Regions from separate parts of the Xenopus tropicalis genome. Here region 1 is linked to region 2. The links are chromatin contacts, called in public Hi-C maps. All regions are on one chromosome and are shown on one strand. Each heading gives the region's core, a stretch centred on a gene start, on an enhancer-like site or on the middle of the called end of the contact. The rest is flanking DNA. Distances are from core to core; before and after follow the strand shown. Region 1 holds the start of cebpb (CCAAT enhancer binding protein beta). Region 2 has its middle 74 kb from the start of cebpb.

What was found. A called contact is a pair of places that touch in the nucleus more often than the background predicts.
Region 1: a contact with region 2 is called in a Hi-C map of liver, with 3 times the contacts expected there. The contact joins the promoter of cebpb here to the enhancer-like site in region 2. A contact is called at or near these places in 2 of 5 Hi-C or Micro-C datasets (brain and liver).

The regions. Positions count from the first base shown.
Region 1 is chr10:36,064,405-36,071,076 of UCB_Xtro_10.0, reverse strand. It overlaps cebpb (CCAAT enhancer binding protein beta), which reads left to right and starts at 2,746. Exons shown (of 1, transcript NM_001035121.1): 1 at 2,746-6,672. The coding sequence starts at 3,236. The coding sequence ends at 3,673.
Region 2 is chr10:35,991,483-35,997,823 of UCB_Xtro_10.0, reverse strand. No RefSeq gene overlaps it. Among named protein-coding and RNA genes, the nearest start is that of cebpb, 74 kb to the left of the region's middle. Within about 2 kb of position 2,758, at least 5 of the 11 cell types and tissues checked have an H3K27ac peak or open chromatin away from gene starts, as enhancers often do. A contact at or near this core is called in liver, where this site is marked.

The DNA.
Region 1 (6,672 bases), core at 1,497-3,996, 73 kb before region 2:
GACAAATAACATATTGACTGTCAGTGGAAAGGGGAAACAAATGTGCACAGGCACACTATATCTAGAAGGGATATCTCTATGGCCCTTACACTGCTATTCAACTCTTCCTTCACACAGTCCCTTCCCAGAGGCTATTATCCCCCCACTGCTATTATAGGCACCATCTCTCCCTACTATACTTGCTATCCCACAGCCACAGTCCCTTCCCAGAGGCTATTATCCCCCCACTGCTACTATAGGCACCATCTCTCCCTACTATACCTGCTATCCCACAGCCACAGTCCCTTCCCAGAGGCTATTATCCCCCCACTGCTACGATAGGCACCATCTCTCCCTACTATACCTGCTATCCCACAGCCCCAGTCCCTTCCCAGAGGCTATTATCCCCCCACTGTTACTATAGGCACCATCTCCCCCTACTATACCTGCTATCCCACAGCCACAGTCCCTTCCCAGAGGCTATTATCCCCCCACTGTTACTATAGGCACCATCTCTCCCTACTATACCTGCTATCCCACAGCCACAGTCCCTTCCCAGAGGCTATTATCCCCCCACTGCTACTATAGGCACCATCTCTCCCTACTATACCTGCTATCCCACAGCCCCAGTCCCTTCCCAGAGGCTATTATCCCCCCACTGCTACTATAGGCACCATATCTCCCTACTATACCTGCTTGAGGCTTCTCAAGAGGCTATAGGCAACACCTAGTTAGACATTTAAGACATTTCTACACATATAAATGTTGTCTTAAAACTAAGCATTAGTTGTAGTTCAGCAAGAGCTAGATTTCTATGGGTTAATATCTCAGACATCTAATTAAAATCTCAGCAGACACCCAGTTATAGCCTTACAGTGCAAAGTGCATAAAATACTTTGCCTGGCAGATTCTCTGTGTGCCAGTCAGATAAAGCATGACACAATCTGCTGCCAATTCCAGAGTCGGACACAAAACCGCCCCCTGATGCTGACAGCGAGTGACAGACACAACGGTGCATGTGCTGCTGAGGGGAAGTGTGGTACAGTCACTCGCTGCTGCTGCTGCTGATGGGATGTACATAAACCAAGTTACTAGGGGTCCCTTATGTGGACTTGGGCAGAAGTGCAAGCACCAAAGGTTCAGAGCCATAGTTTTGCAGTTCCAGTGGTGCAAGTTACATTAAGTAGAAAACTGGACCCCCAACCGTAGATGACAAGGAGAAGGGGTGCCAAATCCTTATGAGACCCCAAAATATCAGGAGAGTTGAGATATTTGAAAAATGGTCACTGATTTTGCTATGTATCCTGCAAGACTAATGCTCACTGTATCACTACAATGTCTCACATAAAGCAAGGCAAGACTGCTGTTTTCTTATCTAGAAAGTAGTAAAGACAGACACAGTTATGTGATGGTTTCACAGAAATACACAGTCCAAGTGTAAAATTCTGGCATATAAGGGCCATGGTCCACAGGGAGGTTAGTTGCCCACAGTTAAATCTGGCCTACTCCGGGCAACTAATCTCCCCAAAATGCCTTCCCACCAGCTTTTCTGCAGGAAACTTTGGATGACTTTGAAATTAAGTGCGTATGCAGTGGCAGAACTACTGGGGGTGCGGAGGGTGTGATCGTACCTGGGCCCAAATCCCCTCAGGGCCCATGGGACGCTCTCATTGGTGTGATTCCACTCGCACCGGTGCACATTTGCCACTAAAAAATGTGTCCAGAGGGGTGTGGGGGCCCAGCTCCATGCCCTGCACCCAGGCCTGGGGATGTTTAGTTCCGTTATTGCACCTATACATTCCCACCGGTGATACACTTTATTGCCAGAAAGCATTTCAGGGTGATTGGTTGTCTGCAGTAGCCAAGATTTACCGCTAGGACTAATCTCCCTATGGACCAAGGCCCTAGAGAAGTTTTAGGGGTAAAAAAGTTTTAAAAGGACATTGAGCGCCATTGTATTTTATACAACTTTTCATGCCAGAAAGTGTTGGGGGTGATAAGATAACACTTTACTCTGCTACTCTTTACTTCTGCAGCTGCCAAAGTCTCAGAGTCCTTCCCCTAATCCCTCCCATTTAAGCAAATGGGGCAGCAGTGGCTCCTCTGTCTCCCTAAAAGCTCAGTGGGTGATGGAAATGACATTCACTTTCTCAGTCTCTCTGCTTTACTTGCTATGTGTGTGCAGCAGTTGCTGATCTCCTTACCTGCCCCAGCAGGGGGTGAGCAGCCCAATACCATTCCTGGTACCAGCTCCCTGCTGCTCTCCAGTGCTTCTGTCTGAATGAGCCCAGAGCATGAGAGCTCCATCTCCTTACCTGCCCCAGCAGGGGGTGAGCAGCCCAATGCCATTCCTGGTACCAGCTCCCTCCTGTTCTCTCCAGTGCTTGTGCCTGAATGGGCCCAGTGCATGAGAGCTCCATCTCCTTACCTGCCCCAGCAGGGGGTGAGCAGCCCAATGCCATTCCTGGTACCAGCTCCCTGCTCTTCTCTCCAGTGCTTGTGCCTGAATGGGCTCAGAGCATGAGAGCTCCATCTCCTTACCTGCTGGTACCTAATCCTTGGGAACACTTCCTTCCGGCTGTTGTACTTACCTGCCTGCTGCCGGCACTAGGGCTGACGGGACTAGAATGGATCACAGACGTACAAACTCATTGATCCCTCAGCGGCCGCTGTGACGTAAGCCGGCTCTGCACCTATAAATACGGCCCCTGGCGGCTCTGAGCGCAGAGTGAATCTGACAGAGTTAGTGAGCAGAAGTGGCTGAGGGAGAGTTTGAGGCAGCGATAGAGCCGAATCTTCCCGGGGGTCACCCTTCTCTTCTGCTTTCATGCACCGCCTGCTCCAGTGGGACCCGGCAGCAGTATGTCTCCCACCTCCGCCCGGCGTTAGATCCATGGACTACTACGATTCCGACTGCCTGGCCGGCTTTGTAGGCAAGGTCCCCCGGCGAGTGCCTAGGGGCTGTCCCGGACCTGACAGTTCTATCGGGGAACACGAAAGAGCCATAGACTTCAGCCCGTACCTGGAGCCCCCAGCCGGGGCATTGGGAGGAGGGAGCCCTTCGGCTGCGCCTCCTGGAGACTTTCTGTCCGATCTGCTGGGCGCGGACGAATACAAGTGTGGGCGCAAGGGGGCGCTAGAGTACAGTCCGGGCGGGAGAGGGCTGGCGGGGTACCCGCAGCTGGGGGAGACCAAGGTGGAGCCCGTATTCGAGTCTCTGGAACCCTACAAGGGCCCCGGCCGGGAGGAGAACGCCATGCAGTCACCGTACAGTGTCCGCGCCTATCTGGGCTACCAGACGGTACCGAGCGGCAGCAGCGGAAACATCTCCAGCGCCTCCTCCTCCTCCAGTCCCCCGGGCACCCCCAACCCCTTGGAAAACAAGAGCGGGGGCCCGTCTGGGGCGACGGGGGGAGGCTACGGGAAGAGCGGATCGAGCAAAGGGAAGAAGTCGCTTGACAAGCACAGCGATGAGTACAAGATACGCCGGGAGCGCAATAATATCGCCGTGCGGAAAAGCCGCGACAAAGCGAAAATACGCAACATGGAGACGCAGCACAAAGTGCTGGAGCTGAGCGCGGAGAACGAGCGGCTGCAGAAGCGGGTGGAGCAGCTTTCCCGGGAGCTCAGCACCCTCCGGAACTTGTTCAAACAGCTGCCCGAGCCCCTACTGGCCGCTACCGGCCGCTGCTAGGCCTAAGGGTGGCACCCCCTGACTTGCCCGCACCCGGGGCGCTGTGCCACCCATGGACTTGTCTGGGCCAAAACATGGGTACGGAACAAACTTCCCAAATACTGCACTAGGGACAATAATAATAATAATCAGCCTGCACTTGGGGTCAGTGTGCTCTCAAAGCCCAAACATTGGACTGGGATTATCAGTTGAGCTGTGCCACAATCAGCACTGGCGGACTCCCCCCCCCCCCCCCCCCAATTCTGTATTTACCCAAAACCTTTGCTCCTGAATTCTGCACAGGCAAATAACTGGGGGCTGTTGTCTTTACCCACAGCCACAAATCCCAAGGGGGACTTCAGCTAAATCTGTACCAGGCACTCAAATGATGCACCCCAAGGTTAGCTTCAGCTAAACGCCTATGGCACCCCTATTCTGGACTGTGAGTATTCCTTCCTGACCTGCAACCAACAGGCCTGCACACCCAGATCTGCTAAAGGGATAGAACATCCTTGCAGCATCTGACACCATGTTGTTCTGTTGAAGGAATCCGAGGTGTACCCTGCTCCTGGTTTTGCTGGCACCCCACCCCAACCTTTAACCATGCATCCTTCAAATCTGCGTAAGGGGTTCTCTCTGAAACAACATACCCTGGGAGACCCCCAGTACTTAGTTCCCAGTCTGAACTCTGTCGCTTCACCACCTCACTATCTGTTTTGAGTTTTGCACCACCCAATCGCGGTGCTCTTCCACAGCCGCCAACCCCCTAAAACAATATCTACACCACAGCGAATGTAGCGATAACTCTAAAACTGCATCACCAAGTGTGCCAAATGCACCCCTGCAGATACATTAGATCGGTACTGGCAGGGCAGTGGAGGGCTAAAGCTGCACTGGGGGTACTTCAGACACCGTTGCCCCCCCCCCCTTTTTTTTTTTGTGGAAACCAGCACTTCAAGCCTGCTTCAAAGAGCCTCACCTGGGTGCAGATCACCCGTATCACTGGTACAGCCCCAAAACGCCTGCCTTCTGTGCGATTAAGGAAGAGCATCCATCTACAACCCACACCCACCCAACTTATTTCTTTGCTAATAACCATTTGATTCAGGCCAGAATTATGAATTGGGATTTTTTTTTTTTTTTAACTTTCATCCAAAATCTGCAAGGAGGGGGCACCCCCCAAGTTTTTATCAACAGCAATTTCCCTAAACTCTGCAGCCACTACCCCTAGCTTGCAGGCTGATGCAATATGGACCCTGTACTTTGACTGTGGTCATTTCCTTATGGGGTTAAGTAGAGCGAACATTTATGTTTATATGATTGCAGTTATTTTTTATTGTTTATAAATGGCTGTATGGTTTACACAGTTTTGTTTGCTATTAATACCGGCAAGTCCCTGTACTGTAGAGCTTGCAATCTTGACAACTGAGGCACAGGGCCACGAGAAGCAGGGAACAGGAATCGAACCCGGGCACCCCCTTTGTATCAGTGCACTTTTACAGCCAAGTCTGAACCACTGCAGCATTAACATATACAGGAGGCGAGAGGCCCGGGGTGACTGGTACAGGAATCCTAAACTTGCTACCTGGTGAACTGTAACTCCTAATATCACAAGGGAACCTGGGAATTGTAGTCTATATAGAAATGGATAGTGAATGGTTAAATATTCCTGCCTTGGCTTTAAGGCTTGTATGGGGGTATAGTTGCTCATACTGGTATGCTTTAAAACCTACATACCTCAGCTGCAGCAGAACCTCAGCGTGTCACTATTATCAGTGAACTGAGTCTCAATGGGTTCTGCTATGGCAGCTCTTCTTATTGCTGATCAGGCCTTAATCATAGATCTTGGTCTTTTTAACCTTTTTAGTGCCACAGATTAGCACAATTGCTGTGATTTGATATTTTGGTAAAATCACGTGGTTTGACTTTAAATAGAATGCCACCCTTGCCCTTCATTGGTATCTTGGCCAGCCTGCCCTGTAAGGTATTGCGCACACATAACTGGGGGAAATGTTAATGGTCTGTTGGGTGATGCATTCGTGCTAAATGCACAGTCAGGATCCTTTTAGCTTGTAATATACATTGTTATAACCCTGCTGTAGCCTAAGGCAGCACTCACCCCAAGATTGACCCTTACTTACCTTCAGGCTGTATCCTCCTAAATCACAACAAGGTTACAGATGTATAGAAACATTGGGGTAACAGTCACCCTGCTATAGTTCCAGGGGTACCCAGGGCACAAATAAGCACTCACCCCAAATCTGCCCTTAACTGGCCTTCAGACTGGGCCCCCTTAGCCCATAACAAGGTTACAGATATATAGAAACATTGGGGTAACAGTCACCCTGCTATAGTTCCAGGGGTACCCAGGGCACAAATAAGCACTCACCCCAAATCCCCCCCTAACTGGCCTTCAGGCTGGGCCCCCTTAGCTCATAACAAGGTTACAGATATATAGAAACATTGGGATAACAGCCACCCTGCTATAGTTACAGGGGTACCCAGGGCACAAATAAGCACTCACCCCAAATCTTCCCCTAACTGGCCTTCAGGCTGGGCCCCCTTAGCTCATAACAAGGTTACAGATATATAGAAACATTGGGGTAACAGTCACCCTGCTATAGTTCCAGGGGTACCCAGGGCACAAATAAGCACTCACCCTAACTGGCCTTCAGTCTGGGCCCCCTAATGTGAAAATAAAGTTAAAGATTTTGTGAGCCCCCATTTCCATCTACCTAACGGCCCAAGAGGCATTCTTGTGTTGCAGAGACAAAATGTGGGCAATGACTTGGCACTTTGGAGAAAATACTATTATATTATAAATATATACTTCTGTCACAGGATTGCTGGTACAGGGAGTTACACATGCAATACTTGTACTTTATTGAGAATATTCCTAAGGGTCTGGCTGTGAGTATCTGTGCCATGCCTATAATATACGCCCTATTTTTAAAAAAAATTGTATTCAAAAGAGAGAGAGATATATATATATATATATATATATAAATATATTTATTGAA
Region 2 (6,341 bases), core at 1,509-4,008:
TCGTATCTAGAGTTTGTTGACACCCTGCTGCTGCCCCCTATGACTTTGCTGATACTGAAGCCATTCCTAGTAGCACCTTGTGATATTTATGTCTGCTGATCATCTTGTAAACAGGAGCTGAGATGAACCCTTCTCAGTGTATTGGATTATCCCTTTCCTTCTCAAATTAAGACAAGAAAATGCAGTAAATAGTACTTTCAATCTTATCTTTCAAAGTTACTTTTCTACAACAGACAGGGGATGAGCTAATAGTTGTGAACTGCATTTCCCAGCATGCAGAGTGAGCCAGCAGCATTATGTCTTGATATACTTATAAAATAAGGGCAGCATAAAATATAGCACTGGTTTTCTGATTTTTTCAGTTCAAGGCCCTGGCAGAAAATATTTCTCTTTCGGCCATAGCTAATATTTGAACTGCAATTCATCCCAAAATCCCCTTACATGAACTTTTGGTTATGTTTCCCACAGCCAATGCTCTGGACCTCAGGGAGGGGGCAGTCCTAGAGTTTGGCGACCTCCAGTAGAGTATAGTTCTTGGCATTTTGACTATAATTCACAGTATAGCCAACAAGATCACCAGAGCACAAAGGTTACCAGTCGCAGACATTTCATGCTGCCACGTGTTGACTTTCTTATAAGCACCAGTTTTAAGACCACACCTTAGGACAAACACCGTGTCACTTCTAAGTTTGCCACCAATGGCATAACTACCAGAGGGATAGACGCACAACTGCACTGGTAGGGCCAATTTGGAGGCCAACAGCACTGCAGCAGGAAGTCTGGCAGAGCCATCAAGTCCCATTGAGCTGTGGTGGCAAGTTTCTGACATGGGGAGGTGGGAGCCCTATGCAAAGGTAAGGACAGGTGTAGATTTGGCACCAGGGCCCATGATCCTCAAGTTATGCCGCTGCTTACCAATCCCTTCAGTACAGCCACATATAAAATGCACACAATAACATCAAATGTATGGTGCAGACCGCACAAATAGCCATGGAACCTGCACCTAAATGGATTAAAAGGGACTTGTGTGAAAAACAATATTGTGCCAATATATTATACTCATCTAAATATAGAAGGGATTCAGGCTGATCGATTGAAAATTTCTTAAAAAAATTCACTAGTGGGCCGGCAGCACTCAGCACACTGCACTGTAGGATAGGAACCAATCAGCAGCTAGGCTGACCTGATAGGGAACCAAAGCCTGTTTTTGCTTGTGTGACTGCAGGGCTATGATTGGCTATCCCTCTCCTGCTGTGCTTCTGGCAGGGACCATTAGGACACGACCACCCCTTATTTGAAACATCATTAGGGAGCTCCAATAAAGGGGCCATTTTTACATATAGTATTAATTTTTAGACCAAAGTAAAACCAGCACCATATATTATTCATAATTGGCGACAAGATTAGAGGTTTTTTCATTTATCCTTTATGTCTCCTTAAATGATCAGCAACAAAGCATGGAGAATCCCTGTTTGCCTAAGCTGAAAAGATCTGTTTAGAATACCAGTCCCAGCAGTATGTGGACTTTCAATGTTTTTTCAGTTATAAAAGCATAAGACAACCAGCCTACAAAGAACTGACACATACAATTTTTTGGCTGGCTCCAAGTAAAGTAAACATTATTTCACATCTTTCCTCTAAAATTCCACTGAAAAATCATCCTTAATAATTATGCATGTTACAGGAAAAGAGGAGAGCACCTTCACGCAGATGAACTGCTTTAGCCTTTATTCAAACCACAGCACACAACATGTTTCGGGCTGTATCATGCCCTTTCTCAAGTGTATGGGGTATTCAGTGGTTTTAATAAAGGCTGAAGCAGTTCATCTGCGTGAAGGTGCTCTCCTCTTTTCCTGTGATATTCCAAAAAGCCAAGCGGTGGGCTATTGGGGATTGACGCATCGTGCCGTGTGAGCAGTAAGGCTGAGCGTTTATATATTCAATTTCCTGGACTTAATTATGTATGTTATTAGTATATATATATATATATATATATATATATAAAATAGAAAGAGTGTTTTTATTGAAAAAATTCCAACCTTTCGAGCACAACCAGTGCTCTTCCTCAGGGACAAACCAACCCTAATATGTTGTGGTTTTTAAATTAGTTATAGTCTTCCACTGCAATTCTCTAGTTTGAAGTTTAAACTTTCATTTATATTGACCCTGCTTATCAGTCAGTGCCCCACTGGGCCCCCTATTCTTACTGGGCCCTCCAGCAGTCACTGGATCTGCTTTCTTTATTGCTGCACTCGGTATATTGCATTACATTGTTTGATATTTTATCAAGCTATGGAAGCTGAGTGCAGAGATAGCCAGTAAGTGTCAGCGATGATACAAAGCAGGGACAGATTTTCCTGCTATGATAAATGCTGTTTTATAACCCTATTATATTTCATGAGGCAGCAGAATAGTGTGCCCCCTGCAACAGGAGACGCCTGTTCCATGTGTACACGCGTAGGCCATTCCTGCGTAGGTTGGTTTAACAGGTTTGGGACTTGATACAGGATCGTTTTTGGGAACTGGGATTGGTCCTCGTTCAGGAATTGTTTACTGTACTCTGTGACCCTTCTGGGAATTTTCCCCAAGCTTCCCAGAATTCTCCATCATGTGGTCCCAGAGTCATTAATAACCAAGGGTGACACAGCATTTTGGGAGCACAAGATTTAATCCTCCAGTGAAGTCAGCAGGCTACGCAGAACATAAACACTCGTGGATTGGGAGGGAGGGGGGGACAGAGGGCGGCCAATGGCAGAGCTGGATCAGGATGACGAATGCTCTGAGGAAGGAACGGCAGGAAGTGAATGACTAATCGAATCACAATGTATCCAACAGGCTGATCATAATAACCTTAACCCTCACCATGCCTACAGAAAATATAAATAAAATTGCATAAATAAGAAAAAAAAAAACATTTTCTGGGGCAAAAAATAATATTTTATAATTAGGAGTTTTATTGCACCCCTTTGCACTACAGGTATAGGACCCGTTATCCAGAATGCTCAGGACCAAGGGTATTCCGGATAAGGGGTCTTTCCGTAATTTGGATCTCTATACATTAAATCTACCAAAAAATCAATAAAACATGAATTAAACCCAATAGGATTGTTTTGCCTCCAATAAGGATTATTCATATCTTAGTTCGGATCAATTACAAGGTACTGTTTTATTACTACAGAGAAAAAAGAAATCAGTTTTAAAATTCTGAATTATTTGAATAAAATGGAGTCTATGGGAGACGGGCTTTCCATAATTTGGAGCTTTATGGATAATGGGTTTCCGGATAAGGGATCCCATTCCTGTATAACATGTACTAGGGCTCATTTACCTTTCCTCCCAGTGTGCAAAGTGCAGTTTTCCAATGCAATTGCCATATAGTTTTTTACCCATAATGCAGCGTATCAGCTTACAGGGGGCTTTACTTGGTAGTAAATCTTGTTTTTATTCAACCAAAACTTGCCCCCAAGTCAGGAATTTAAAAATAACTCCCTGGTTTGGGGGCACTGAGAGCAACATCCAAGGGGTTGGTGAGCAACATGTTGCCCCCGAGCCACTGGTTGGGGATCACTGGTATAGAGATTGTACAGGGGCTTTAAGTGATAATTGCAATATAGAAATGAGTATTGGGTCATCTGAATGTTTTGGTTTAGGGGGCGCTAAAATTATTTTGTATGAGAACAGGATATTGTCTTAATCTTAATAAAAATAATATCTTGCTGTGTTGGTATTGGGCTTTGCAATAATTATTATCCTGAAACTGTAACACTTTCTTTATATTGCATCAACATGTTACAGAGCTTGTATCATTTACGGCAGACTCTGCTCCAGCGGAGCTTACAATCTCTTTACCATTTGCACACACACTATGATCAGTTTCAGAGATGCCAACCCAGAACCAAAGAGATTCAAGGCAGGACACAACCTGGCCACACCCCATATTGCCCCTACCCCACCTCTCTTCTATATTTCTGTGGGAGACTGGGAGAAAAGAGCTGATATCTGTAATACTGTCTGTCTGCCTAAAAATACCAAGGAGCTGACATGTCTGGATTTTCATCAGGCATCATTTAACCAACCAGACTGAATGCTTAAAGAATTTTGCCCTTTCCTAGTGAATGCAGTGCTTCTTCATTATGCAGCATTGTATTCATTAGAGGTTGGCTGGGGGAGACACATAGGTCCTGTGGTAAGTGGCAAGGTCAGGGCTACCTTGTGTCCCCCATAGCTTCTCTCTGCACCTTGTGCACTCCATATTGTGCTCTGGCACTTGCATCTGGGGTGTTGTTAAATGATCCCCATAATGTCCAGCACATTCTCTAAAGCCAAATTTTTCTGTAAGCCGCCATAATGCTGTAGGCATTTAACCTAAGCAGCTGCAAGAATAGCACAAAAGTTATAGCTACAGCCTCTGGGTCCCCCCCCCCCCCCCCCCCCCCCCGCTGAAAAAAGTTTTTCGTATCTGTGGCCCTGAGCCTGATGTCATTTCAGCCATTGCATTAGCCTTGCTTTAATCTTGCGAATTCATTTTTACTGACAAAATCGTTGTTTTAATTAAGGCCATCATGTTTCAAGTGTAACATCCACATCACTCAAACTCACTCTATTATAATTCATCTTAATAGTTGGCCACGTTCCGATTTATAATATTTATATTGAACAGTGACCTCAATTAATACAAATGATCTGTTGTTTAAGCTTTATGTTTACATTTGCCCTGCCAACGCATTTAACTTCCTCTGTGTTGTAAATAGCCTTCCTCAGATTCAGAGTGGGTTGATTATCAGCATACGGCTGCCAAGGAGGAAGCTTGGCCTAAATAGCTAAATGAGAGCTTTGGGACAGCTGGATGTGGGAGGCCCTGTTCCTTCTCACTAGGGGTCAGTTACAGAGGTGGAACAGAACATTAAATGGGTAGGCTACCTTAAGACTTTTTGTATGATGTAGACAGTGTTATTCCAAGGCATTTTACAATTAATCGAGTTTTTTATTGGTTGCTATTTTTTTAATTATTTACTTTATTGTTCAGCAGCTCTCAGACTTAGTAACATAGCAAGTTAGGTTGAAAAAAGACGTACGTCCATCATGTTCAGTCATAATGCGTATTTATAGCCTGCCTAACTTCTAGTTGATCCAGAGGAAGGCAAAAAACCCCATCTGAAGCCTCTCTAATTTGCCGCAGAGGGGAAAAAATTCCTTCCTGACTCCAAGACTTGGACCATCATTTGGTTGCTGAGGCTAACTTACCCAAGCAACCAGGCAGCAGTTAGGAAGCTAGACTGGAATATGACCCTCTTGGAGGTCCCCCTTAGCAAATAAAATATATAGGCAGTGCAGGCACCCAATGGCACCTCGTTTGTCACCCTCCTTGCCTGCTTGTCAACCAGCACCCCCACAACCCTTCATTAGTAACACACACAAGTGTTTATTCTAATTTCACCCTAACTGGCCTGAGCCCCATTCCACTACGCCCGGTCCTCCAGGGAGGCCAGACTCACAGTTTGGAAACCACTGGGTTAGGGGGAGAACTTTTCAAATGTAAGAACCCAAAGAGGGACGCAACACTAAGTAAAGTGTTTTCTCATTAGGGGTTTTCTAACAAAAAATCATCCCACTAACGGAAGAAACTTTGCAAACTTCCAAATTTTTAATTCTTTATTGTTAACAAAGTGAACAAATAAATTATTGCCAGGAGATAAAGGAACTCACAGCTCTTGTCAATTGTATTTCTGTATATTAAGTAATAATAATGAAGTTAGTAAAGGTAATAGTGTAACAAAAAATCTTGGTTAGGAAGATAGGATGGCCAACATGGCTTCTTCACATTATAGAAGAAAATCCTACTGCTTCCCCTTAGACCAATTCGGCAGCTTATTGGCCCGTGTATGGGCACTAACGATGAGCCTGCCCGACCAACATCTGGCCTGAAATCGGGCAGATCTTGATCGGGCCAATGTTGATTGGTAGGCTTGATTTTTTTATGAGATCAAGGACCGCATTGGCTATTTAATGTGGTCTTCGCTCTGACTTCTTGTATCCCCTTCATTGCAAAACGATCACATTAGCACAATATCGCCCACCCAAGGTGGGCATATTGGGGGCCTTACCAGACTAGCAAATCTTACCATATATGGCCACCTTAAGTCCAAACCTTTAGTTATGGGATCATTTATACAGAGACCATTTATCTAAAAAGCAATGCTAAGAAAAACAATTCTTTTGTTCTTTCTGTAATAATAACTGGACTTGATAGTAACTAAGCCATGTTGATAGTAAAGTTTCTCATTAATTGGCTACAATATTGTTTGGGTTTCACAAGGCTGAAAACTAAACAATGTCTTGAA